2 separate regions of the Gossypium hirsutum genome follow, and region 1 is linked to region 2. The links are chromatin contacts, called in public Hi-C maps. All regions are on one chromosome and are shown on one strand. Each heading gives the region's core, a stretch centred on a gene start, on an enhancer-like site or on the middle of the called end of the contact. The rest is flanking DNA. Distances are from core to core; before and after follow the strand shown.

Region 1 (6,466 bases), core at 3,220-5,719, 240 kb after region 2:
GATCTGTACATACTCTCGCGGAAATTTATGGGTCGTTGTTGCTTAATGTAAAAGAGTACTCAATTCCTATGATAACCATAGAGGGGTGCTTGGTGGCTAGCACTTATCAACAACATAACATCATATAAATACCAAACAACATAGACGTGCTCATCACAAGATAAACTTTTATTTCATTTCCCTTTTCCCATATTTCTCGATTTATGATTATTTCGTTTCGTATATCATCATATCCATATCATGAACTCTTTTTCATAACTTTCCAAGTTTCGAATCATCATAAACACATTCTTACTCAGACACCTTAGTGTCATTTTCAACACTTTCTGAAATAACTCTATTGAAAAGTATTTATGTCTATAAGTAAAACAAAAATTAGATTGGATCATACACATCACACTATCACAGATTTATATGGCATATATTTCTAGACACTTTACGCATCTCATTCGATCTGAGAATCAACTAAACCGAAGCTCTGATACCAATAAATGTAACACCCCTAACCCACATCTATTTTCGAAACAGGGTTACAGGATGTTATCGGAGTTTACAAAATAATTTCACATAATTCCATTATTTACTTATGTTCATATCAAAGCTGTCCACTCGAGTCACAGTCACTAAATCATTTATATCTTGAGTTACAGAACTTCAAATTAAGATTTGCTAATTTTTCCTAAAACTATACTCACATATCTTCTTACCATAAAATTTTCAGAATTTTTGGTCTAACCAATAAGTACAGTTTATTCTTTAAAGTCTCCCCTGTTTCGTTGTCCAACAGTTTCAACCCCTCTTTACTAAAAATTAATTATATCCTCATACGAGATTCGAATAATGTTCCTGTTTGTTTCTTTTGAAAATATACTAATTAATTATTTTAATAAACCCCCAAGTATTTTTATATATTTTTAATGATTTTACAAAGTTAGAACAAGGGAACCCGAAATCATTTTGACATTGTCTCATAAAAATTCAAATATCTCATAAAATGAAACTCTTTTGCTTACACCGTTTCTTATATGTAAAACTAGACTAAATAAGATTTAATTTCATATTTTATTTAACATCTATTTCGATTTCCAAAATTTTTGGTGATTTTTCAAATTTGGACCACTGCTGCTATCCAAAACTATTTTAGTGAAAAATGTTGATAACTAAGCTTATAACACCTTCACTTCCTTTCAATTAAACCCTATACATGCCATATAAACCTTAAGATGCATGATAAAATTTACCGAAGTAATTTGGATAGTTTGCCCTGATGTGTTGATCTGATCCGCCGACCCCAAGTTAATCTACAAAGAACATTAAACACACAGGAGTAAGCTTATGTAAGCTTAGTAATTAAGTTCATAGGCTCAAAATATAAATCTTACCAAAATACCATAGCAATTCAATAAGCAAGTTTATACACATATCTTTTGCCATCCACAATTTCACACGATGAATTCATTTCATTGAGCTCAATTTCAAACATCAAATTAGATTTCAGCACGTAATTTCAATTGTCACTTACCATCACTTGTTAAACTAGAGAACGTCTTACAGATTTGAGTACGTCGTTTGCTTAATGCCACGATTCACAGCTCAATATGATTTTCCTCATGGAAAATACCATACCTACGTTTCACAACTCAGTATGGAAAATACCATACCTACGTTTCACAACTCGGTATGGAAAATACCATACCTACGTATCATAGCTCAGTATGGAAAATACCATACCTACGTATCATAGCTCAATATGGAAATACCATACCTACGTTTCACATTTTTCCATGGAAAAACCATGGTCTTATCCGTCAATTCATCACAGGTCACAACACGAGCATACCAATCTTGCGCTTTTCCTCTATTTGAACTTCTAATTCAATTTTCACATTGTTTCTTGATATTAACAATTCAATAGAAAATATATGAAATAACACATTACATCATTCCCATATTAACAATTAATAAACAAGTTCAACCATATGAACTTACCTGAGCCTATTTGTAGAAGTTATGAAAATTCAGGGACTAATCGGAAATTTCCTCTATTCCATGTTTATTTTCGGATTCTAGATCTATAATATAGAAGTTTCCATTCATTAGCATTCATTTCAGTTCTAATTCACTTCATAATTTATGCCCTTCAACTTTCAAAATTACACTTTTACCCTAAATTTTACAGCTTTTACAATTTAGTCCCTGTACAATTCACCCATCAATTAAGCTAATTTTTCTTAATTAAAACCTTACTCCATTATTCTAAACTACTTTATTCCATTATTATAAACTATTACAAAATCTTTGATAATCATAATTTCAACACTAAACCTTAATTCACAACTTTTTCACAATTAGGTCCTAAAATCAATTTCTATTGAAATTACTTGATAAAATCATCATACAACAAAATTAAAGCTTCAAATCCATGTTAATTCATCATAAAAAACCAAAACTTATCAATGGTAACTTTCAATTTTGTCCATAAAATCAAAAACTAATGAATTAAATACTTGAACCTAATTTTAAAAGTTACAAAAACATAAAAATCTCAAATAAAAAGCAAGAATTGAACTCACATATGGAAAAATATGAAAAACCAGCTTCTTTCAGACCTCCCATGGCATTTTGGCTGAAGAAAAATGATGATATCTTTAGATTTTTCAATTTTGTCTTTATTTTATATGCTAAATTTGTTAAATTTCCAATTTTACCCTTATTTCTCCTTAATTTCTTGCTGATTTTCTTGCCCAGACCATCCAACCCATTTAATTTGGGTCTAATTCCTTCTAAATCCCTCATTATTAATCACTTAAGCTATTTAATCACTATTTAACAAATTTTGCACCTCTTTCAATTTGGTCCTTTTTAATAAATTGACTATCCAAACGTTAAAATTTTCTAACGAAACTTTAACACTAACTCACTAACACTCCATAAATATTTATAAAAATATTTATGGCTCGGTTTATGAAGTCGAGGTCTCGATACCTCATTCTCGACCCAATTTGCCTAATTAATTCTTTTAAATCACCAAATTCACTAATTCAAAAATACTTCTATATTCACACTTGACTCATAGGTATTAATTTATTAAATTTTTGACTCACTTATCGAATTTAGTGATCTCAAATCACTGTTCCTGACACCACTGAAAATTAGGCTGTTACAGTCTCGACTTGTCCGAATTAGTTTTGGGCTTGATACTTGGGCTCACATCACCTCTACTCTAGTCATTTAAGCCTTGCTATTACAACTCTATTTCATTCCATCCAACCAAACAATTGAATTACTGATTATAGCTCTATTCCATTACAGCTCTATTCCATTCACCCCAACTAAATATGGTGTAGGTGATTGCAAGAGAGCGATCGTGGTCAGGCATGAGACATTAAAGAGATTAACGAGGAAGCCATTATTGGGATTATCCTAAGTTGGATTCTATTACGAGTCGATTTTAAGACAGTGTTGTGAGACTCCGATTGGATATGTACAGATTCTCGCGAAAATTTATGGGTCGTTGTTGCTTAATAGAAAATCAATTCCTATGACAACCATAGAGGGGTGCTTGGTGGCTGGCACTAATAGGGGATGTAAGGTTATTCATTTGTCTGGTGGAGCTTTTAGTGTGCTATTGAGAGGTGGGATGGCTAGAGCACCTAGGGTAGCTGATTTGAAGTTTTATTTGGAGGAACCTAAAAATTATAAGACCTTGGCTGTTGTTTTTATATATATTTCATTTTTGGATTAATTCATTTAAGTTGAAGCTAAAATGGGTGCTGGATTTTTGTTGCAGATCAAGTAGGTTTGCCAGGCTTCAAGGTATTAAATGTGTCATTGCTGGGAAGAATCTTTATTTGAGATTCACCCACCGTACTGGCGATGCTTGGTACCAAAGGGTGTCCAAAACGTTTTGGATTTCCTTCAAATTGATTTCCCTGACATGGATGTGTCATTGGCGTCTCTGGTGAGTATCATTTCCATGAATATATACTTCTTCATTTCGTCTTTTGAGCTAGAACATTGAACTCTTATGCAAAGGTGAAAAAGCAGGACCTTGAGTTTGACCATGGCTACTGTTACTGCAATAGTCAATTTTATATTTCTGCAGATAAGACACCCAGTTCTTTTACATATATATATATATTATGTTTTCTGTTTCACTGCCTGAAACGGCATCGTTCGATTCCTTTTAAAAAAAAAATTTAAAATGATGAAGAATAAAGTAACTTTAGAAAACTTATATAAATAATTTAGCTTTAAAAATTTTTGTTATGGAATGAAATAATATAATATTTAGCGGAGTATTTAACGACTAAATATTAAAACAAAAAGCATATATAACTTTTTGCCATTAAGTAGATGAAAAAGGAATGTCGTCAGAACACGTTATCTTCCATAATCTTCACACCAATCCAACCTTTCTTTCTTTATCTGCTAAGAGTAAAAAATAGCTGACAGCGGCGGCGTTGGTAATGACGGCCACCAGCGATCCGAACCCCGAAGTTTCCGACGAGCAGCAAAAACGATCGGAGATATACACATATGAAGCTCCCTGGTACATCTACGCTATGAATTGGAGCGTCCGCCGCGACAAAAAGTACCGACTCGCCATCGCCAGCCTCCTCGAGCAATACCCTAACCGTCTCCAGATTGTTCAACTCGACGACTCCAATGGCGAAATCCGGTCGGATCCCAACCTCTCCTTCGACCATCCCTATCCCGCTACTAAGACCATCTTCATTCCCGACAAGGATTGCCAGAAACCCGATCTTCTCGCTACCTCCTCCGATTTTCTCCGCATATGGCGGATCTCGGATGACGGTTCCCGCGTTGACCTCAAATCGCTCCTTAATGGCAATAAGAACAGTGAATTTTGCGGGCCTCTTACGTCTTTCGACTGGAACGAGGCGGAGCCGAAGCGAATCGGGACTTCCTCCATTGATACGACTTGCACTATTTGGGATATCGAGAAGGAAACAGTGGATACCCAGTTAATTGCCCACGATAAGGAGGTTTACGACATCGCTTGGGGCGGAGTTGGGGTTTTCGCTTCCGTCTCAGCCGACGGTTCCGTTAGGGTTTTCGATTTACGCGACAAGGAACATTCGACGATCATCTACGAGAGTTCGGAGCCGGACGCGCCGCTGGTGCGGTTGGGGTGGAACAAGCAGGACCCCAGATATATGGCGACCATTATAATGGATAGTGCCAAGGTGGTTGTTTTGGATATCCGTTTCCCGACGTTGCCGGTGGTTGAGTTGCGGAGACACCAGGCGAGCGTCAATGCCGTCGCTTGGGCTCCCCATAGTTCCTGCCACATTTGCACTGCCGGCGATGATTCTCAGGCGTTGATTTGGGATTTGTCTTCGATGGGTCAGCCTGTTGAAGGTGGGCTTGACCCTATTCTTGCATACACAGCTGGGGCCGAAATTGAACAGTTGCAATGGTCGTCGTCTCAGCCTGATTGGGTGGCCATTGCCTTCTCCACTAAGCTTCAGATTCTAAGGGTATGAATTGCAGTGTGAAGTTAGGTTTTTCTGTTTGTTTTGACATTAACCAACATGCTTGCTTGATCTTCCATTTGAGTTAAGAATCGAGTTTCACTTCTGAATTCAAACTCGATTTAAAATTGACTGAACTGCAAGTTTTCATTTCACAAAATATTTTGCAACTTAAATACAAATCTCTACGTAAAATAAGCCGGCATTTGATACGACGTCGATAAGAAAAACAACATTCCACCATTTTTTGATATTTAAAAGGTAAACTATAAAAATAGTCACTTTATGTCATGTTACATTTTAGTCACTTTTGTTTAAAATATTACGTTTTAGTCACTTATATTATTATTTTGTTACGAAGTGATCACTTTTCTGTTAAGTTCTATTAACTCCCTAACTGTAATCCTACGTGGCAGTCCAACTAAATATTACTGAATTTGTTAATATATTTACGCATGTATCACATTACAAAAATAAAATTTTAAATACTTATATTTAATAAAATATGTATCTCATTACAATAATAGTTATTTTCTAAATAACATATTGTTTTATAATTTTATTTCTTATTTAATATTTTAATTTAATTTTAATAATGCATATTTTATCCTGATGAAGTATGTATTAGCAGATTCAGTAATATCTAGTTAGATTGCCACGTAAGATTACCGTTAGGGAGATAATAAAATTTAATGGAAGAGTGATCACTTCGTAGTAAAATAATAACATAAATGACTAAAACTTAATATTTCAAACATAAATGACTAAAATGTAACATGAGACAAACAAAAATGACTATTTTTATAGTTTACCCTATTTAAAATTAACATAACATTACCTTTTAAATGTGTACAATATCCTTTTAAATGTGTACAATATCCGACCCAAACATCGAATCAAAATAACAAAATATTTTATTTTTTACTACATTTTTCAGTTATCAAATATATATATTTTTAATTTTTATA
Region 2 (6,722 bases), core at 3,537-6,036:
AATATATATTTATATGGTTTAAGTAACGTTGATTTAACTTATCCACTTGCAGTATGTGATATGACTTGACTCATTATGTTATATTGTGCAGTTCTTATGGATGTCGTATTCTGCACTGAACATTGCAACCCATATTCCTCAGTGGGTTCACGCTAAAGCCCAGATGTGGTGCATTAACAAGTCGGTGTTCAGCTCCTTAACTGTTGAGTGGTACAACGGTGATCGAGTTATGCAACAATTTGGGTGTAGACAATTTGTATCAGTTGAGCCACAGCAATTTGTTGATGTTCACAGTAAAACCATGAGGGGAAAACATATAACAGATTGGAGTGTGGAACATCAATCTTATGTAGCACTATGGAATGCCCGGTACGACAAGCTGCCTGAGATGCACTTCTGCTTGTTTGACTTTAGCCCCTAGACTGAATACATGCAGTGGTACATGACTCGATGGCGCATTTATTTATATGGTGGACAACTTATAATGGTACCGGGTCACGGCTATAGACGTGGAAATCAACCTATGGGGGAGCTAGAGGATCAACATATGGCGGAGCCCGACTTGGAGGCCCAACCTTTAAACACATTGGACCAATGGGTTAACACTTTTTGTGATGAGTCACAGAGCAGTTCATATCACTTGGACATTGGCGGTTCAAGTTCATATCACCCAAACACGGGCGTTCGAGTTCATATCACCTGGACATAGCGTGGTTCGAGTTCATTTCACCCAGAGCAACCACTAATATCATTTGATATGTTTGGTAATAACATGTACTCCACCCAGCCTCAGGCCACATTCGATCAAGCTGTCGATCCTCCTGATATGTACAGTCCACCCCAACATCCACCCCGTTAACGAAGGCCTGTAAATCGCTATACCCCGAACGACGATAACACTCCCGATTCTTTCCAATTTTGAGTTATATAAATTTCAAGTGTTATGTAATATTTTTTGTATTGGTTTAAGGTTCCACAACTTATATATTAGTCTTTTTTTATATAATTTATAACATCTATTAAAGTATTTAAAGTTGCAACTATTAATTTTAAATAAAAGCTTAATACTAAATAATACAAACTTTATTTCTAAAAGATCATAAAATGCAAACATCAGGTACAACATTTAATTTCTTTCAGACCGTGAAGATCGACCAGTGTAGACATTTTCATGGTGACATTTGCTCCGATTGTGGCTAACTGTTCTACATATGGTGCAGTGCTTTGGATCAACTTGTTCTCTTATATCCATGTCGTTCTGAATCTTCATTATTGCCGGTCTACCTTTGACTCTCCTACGTAGTGACCGATCTGGCAACATCTCGAATGTAGGCGGTTGCACTTCCCATGTCGATACATCCCTTAATATGGGGAACTCGTTACTCCAAATACGCAATGTACATTCAAGAGTGTATACATTGTCGATATATTGTTCGACATTCAAACTGTAGGTAGCACATGCTACAACCACATGTGTACATGGATACCGTAGTGTTTGGAACATCCCGCAGTCACACCTCCTATTTCAGAGATCAATTCCGTAGGACCGTGGCGAGATCCTCGACCGATGACTGATATACTCTGTCACTTGAAAAGTTTCCAAATTTCGGGAATATAGTTCTGCATTCATCGACCTAGACCTTTGAGTGTTTTCTTTCATGGCATCCCTAATTTTTTCGACATACACGTGTCCTGCCTCTAACTGTTTTGCTTGTTTCAACCCCATTTTGGGTATTAAGGTTTCTAGCCTGTAAAATGTGGCTAAAAAATCCGTTGAAATTGGTAAGTGACGCGTACACCTCAAGACGGAGTTAATGGCATCAACGAGGTTAGTTGTCATTTGACCATACCGGTACCTCTTGTCAAAATATTGAGCCCATTGACACGGCTCCATACTACCCCACCACTGTCTGAGAGAAGGATTAGACCCCGCCATATCAATCTCTAACCTCGCCAACTTATATCGAAACGGTGTGTTTTTAGCTCGTATCTTACGTATGTATTCTGATAAAATATATTACCATTCGAATTAGGAAATGGGCTCGAAATAATTACAAATACAAATTTAAATATGATATTTTTACCCATCTTCATAATTCGTTTGTGCCAGTCTTTGTTCTTGTACTCATTATAGAAGTTGACAGTGATGTGACGAATACAATAGACAGACCTCCACGGAACCTCTGATTGTGGAATCGCAGCAACAAGACCCTTCGATCTATCGGAGATAATGCAAATGTTGTCTTGCCTAACAGCATGTCTCCACAAGTTTTGAATGAAATACGTCCACGATTCGGAGTTCTCGGACTCCATGATGGCAAAAGCGATTGGTAGTACATTTCCGTTACTGTCTTGTGCAACTGCAATCAGAAGTATCTGCGTGTATTTTCCATAAAGTCATGTTCCATCAACTTGCACTAGGGGTTTGCAGTGGGGGAAGGCCCTAACACATGGATCGAAAGTCTAGAACAAGTTCTTGGGATGTATTCCACTATTATTGAAATCCAACCTTAAAGTTCATTGTATGACTCATCTCAGTCGCCGTACAATTGTTGCATAGCAATTTGTTTCGCTCACCATGCTTTCCTGTACGACACTCTGTACTGAAATCGAGCTTGTATGTCTGCAATCAATGTTGACACAAGAATGATTAGGCTATCTTTCACTAGTAGCATGATGTAGTTGCAAATACTTTTGGCATCCAATTTCTGGTGGTCTTGAGACATACGTGCAACAGTACATGTATGACACCCTTCTAATTTTCGTATTTGCCACTGTTGAGTAGTCTGTATAAATGCAGCTCGAACTCGCCAACCACACCCATCGCCACCTCTCCAACATTCCCCAACATATAATGTCGGTGTAGATTTGACAACCTTGTAATCAATCGACAACTTCATGTTGTATAGTTTGATGGCAAACACACAGTTCGCCTTGTACTCGAACTGTTGCCCAACGAACAACTCCTCGAACTGTGAATTTACCGCCAATCTATGAGCACGTACTATATCGGCGTACACAAGAAACTCGGATGCATACCCTGCATCTGGATCTACGTTTAACATGTCGCCCTCAAGTTTATTTCGTAAAATAATACCACGACTCGGGTTATTGAATAAAAGGCCGTGAACATCTTCAACCTGCTCTGGGCCTTCATCATCGATATCGTCTGGAACCTCATCAACATCGGAGTCACTAAAATCTTCAACGTCTTGATCAGAATCTTCACCATTATTGGTCATTTCTCTAACATTTGCCTCTATGCTTATTATCACCTCCGGATGTATTTGTAGACAGGGACCGGGAGTAGGGTTGTTATACGAACTCCCACCATAATTAGGATTTTTGGGTATCTGCGATGTCCCTTCACATTCTAATTGGTCTGTCATCCAACATTAAGATCAAAGTCAAATTCGCAATGTTGACTTATTGGACTAACATTTTCAACAGGCTTTAAGTCTGCTAACTCGGTAAATAATTCAACTGGTTGAGAGTTTTCACTCCCAATCGACCACCATATTTCCATCATAGTGCCCAAGTCATCATCATCTAACAGCTGCATCTCACAAAATTTGAACGGATTTGTAGAGACTGGAAACTTGTAAAATAATTTGGACATCTCCTTTCCACAACGGATAGCTATTTTCGCACTGATCTTTTTTTTCATTTCTGCTAGCTTCACATTTTTTTTGAATCGCAAACCTACTCTTTGCCGACCTTGAAATACACAACCAATATCATCTTCTATAATTTCACCATAAAAAAAGAACATACACCAAAAACACCTCATTATTCATCTTGAATAGATTTTTTTAACTCTCTTAGTAAACACAACAATTTCACTATTTTATATATGGTAGAGAACCAAAATAAAATATTAAATTTTTATATTAAAAGAATATAAAAAAGTACACTTTAAAGTAATGGAGGCATTTTAAATGGCTCCACCAAATAAAATATTAATTTTTAAAATTTTAAATTTAATTTTAAAAAACGTTTGAATATCTTTAAAATTAATTTTAAAATTAATAATTTATAAAAATTATATTTAAAATTTAAAAAATATTTAAAAAATATATTTAAAAAATTATAAAACAAATAATAAATTTGAAAGTTCATATCTTTAAAAATAATATATTTTAAATAATTTAAAAATCATAATTTAAAATATCATAAAATAAATTTAAAAAATATTTAATATTTAAAATATACATTTAAAATATTATAAAATTAATAATAAATTTGAAAGGTCATATCTTTAAAATATTTAAATGTTTTATATTATTAAAAAATATATTTAATATTTAAAAAATAATATTTAAAATTTTAAAAAATATATATTATAAAACATTTCAAATATACATTTTAAATTTTTTAAAATTAATAATAAAAAGTAAATAAAATAAATAAGAATAAAGATAAAACTTAAAAAAAGTAAAAAAAATAGAAAGAATGGACAAAAAAAAAAGTAAAAGGGTGTCGGTCAATCTAGTGGCGCCAAATGAAATGACTCTAATAAAAAATAAAATTTTTTTAAAGTCTCTCATATTTAAAAAATTATAGTATTTTTCTAATATTTATACAAGTGGCGTCATTCTATATAGTTCTACTAAAAAATTAATTTTTTTCTAGTTACTGCCGTGGCACGTTGGTAGAAACTCTTTAGCTCTACCAACTTTTACTATAGACTATAAATTTTAGATTATTTTTTGTGTTTAATTAAAAAAATAGTTGATTTTTGGTTATTTTTTATAAAAAATCCCTCATCGGTTATTTTATTTGAATTAGTAGATAAGTGTAGATTTTTAAAAATTAGGTTTGCTTTTTATTTGAATTGTTATATTAGTATGGATAAGTGTAGATGTATTTCATTATTGTTTGATTCTATAATCCAATATTTGATCTTCCGGTGACCCCTTTCACTTCAGTTTCTCATGGGGTCGACATAAAATCTGTAAAACAAGCAAAAAGGAAATAGACCCTAAATTCTCATTCACTCACTCGGTTACTATTATGTAAGAATCTGAAAAACCCTAGAACAAGTAACCTTTCTGAATTTATCTGGTTCCAAGTTGTTTTCAAACTTATCGGATAATGGCGAACTCCGATCCCGAAGGGGTTGACGGCGTACGGATGACATGGAACGTCTGGCCTCGCACCAAGCTTGAAGCCAGCAAGTGCGTCATTCCCTTGGCCGCTTCCATCGCTCCGATCCGCCCTCACTCGGACATTCCTACTCTCCCTTACGCTCCTCTCCGCTGCCGGACATGTTCCGCTGTCCTCAACGCCTATTCGCGCGTTGATTTCCTCGCCAAGATCTGGATCTGTCCGTTTTGTTACCAGCGCAACCAATTTCCGCCGCATTATGCCATGATCTCCGAAACGAACCTGCCTTGCGAACTCTACCCGCAATATACCACCGTGCAATACACGCTTCAAATGGATCCCTACCCCAACAACCCTTCCAATGCTCCTCAATTGCAGCCGGTTTTTGTTTTTGTGTTAGACACTTGTATGATCGAGGAAGAGCTAGTGTTTGCTAAATCGGCGTTGAAACAGGCTATTGGATTGTTGCCGGAACAAGCTCTTGTCGGTTTCGTATCTTTCGGGACTCAAGCACTTGTCCATGAATTGGGGTTCACGGAAATGTCGAAGGTCTATGTTTTCAAGGGGAGTAAGGAGATTCCCAAGGAGCAGGTTTTGGAGCAATTAGGCCTCCGTGCTGCTGGGGGGCGGCCAACGGCTGGATATCCGAAAGGACTGCAAAATGGATTTACGAATACAGTTGTTAATCGGTTTTTATTGCCCGCTTCTGATTGTGAATTCACGCTCAATTCAGTGCGTTTTGATTTATTTGTTGTAGGAATTAGTTTTTCCAATGTTTGAATTCTTTTATTTAGTGGTCGGTTGATTTCAATGTAGCTCTTGGATGAGTTGCAAACGGATCAATGGCCCGTACAAGCGGGACACAGGGCGTCTAGGTGCACTGGAGTGGCCTTAAGTGTTGCAGCAGGATTTCTTGGGGCCTGCTTGCCTGGTACTGGTGCTAGGATTATTGCTTTGGTTGGTGGGCCATGTACTGAAGGGCCAGGCACGGTAATGCCATTAAATTTTCTGTTTAGCTTCTGAACTTTCACGCATTCCACAACTTAATGAAAGGAAGTATTTATGTTGCCGGTGGTGAGGCATTTGCCATTCGTTTTCTTATGAATGGTATTTAATTTTTGGGATGTTACACCAACAATATGTCATGGTTGAGATGGGTATGATTTGTCGTAATTAGCATGAACTTTATTTTTCCCCCAATTTTGAATGTTTCTGTTCACTCCCACACACTAATATATAGGTGCATTTTTCTTCTCTCTATGGTTAAAACTATTATTTCCCTAAAAATGATGTGAAGTTTCTGTGTCATGTTTCTTTGGGGATGATATTTGTTAAAAGTTGCAGGCAATATAAACAAGCAAACTGGCTCTGTAATTACTTTTTTTAGAGGTCATGTTTTTGTTAACATTGAGTGTGTGTGCATTTACTTTGTGCAATTGTTTTAAAACAGAGATTCTATTTCATTAATGTTATTCCTGTTAACTACCTTCTTTCTGTCTCCGACCCTTTGATGAACTTTTATGTTAGCTTTATAGTTAAGTAGATCTTGTCCCCCGAATATTTACTTTTTCTTTGGTGCAAGATGAATGTTGGTCTTAAATACCTTGTAGTTGTAG

What was found. A called contact is a pair of places that touch in the nucleus more often than the background predicts.
Region 1: a Hi-C map of leaf shows a contact between it and region 2, with 2.0 times the contacts expected there. The contact joins the promoter of LOC107893708 here to the promoter of LOC107887232 in region 2. A contact is called at or near these places in 3 of 34 Hi-C or Micro-C datasets (leaf and seedling).

Annotation. Positions count from the first base shown.
Region 1 is chrA03:50,908,574-50,915,039 of Gossypium_hirsutum_v2.1, forward strand. It overlaps LOC107893708 (WD repeat-containing protein LWD1), which reads left to right and starts at 4,470. Exons shown (of 1, transcript XM_016818766.2): 1 at 4,470-5,635. The coding sequence starts at 4,470. The coding sequence ends at 5,510. It overlaps LOC107893709, which reads right to left. Exons shown (of 8, transcript XR_005914960.1): 8 at 4,332-5,635.
Region 2 is chrA03:50,670,801-50,677,522 of Gossypium_hirsutum_v2.1, forward strand. It overlaps LOC107887232 (protein transport protein SEC23), which reads left to right and starts at 4,787. Exons shown (of 12, transcript XM_016811411.2): 1 at 4,787-5,838; 2 at 5,923-6,096. The coding sequence starts at 5,095.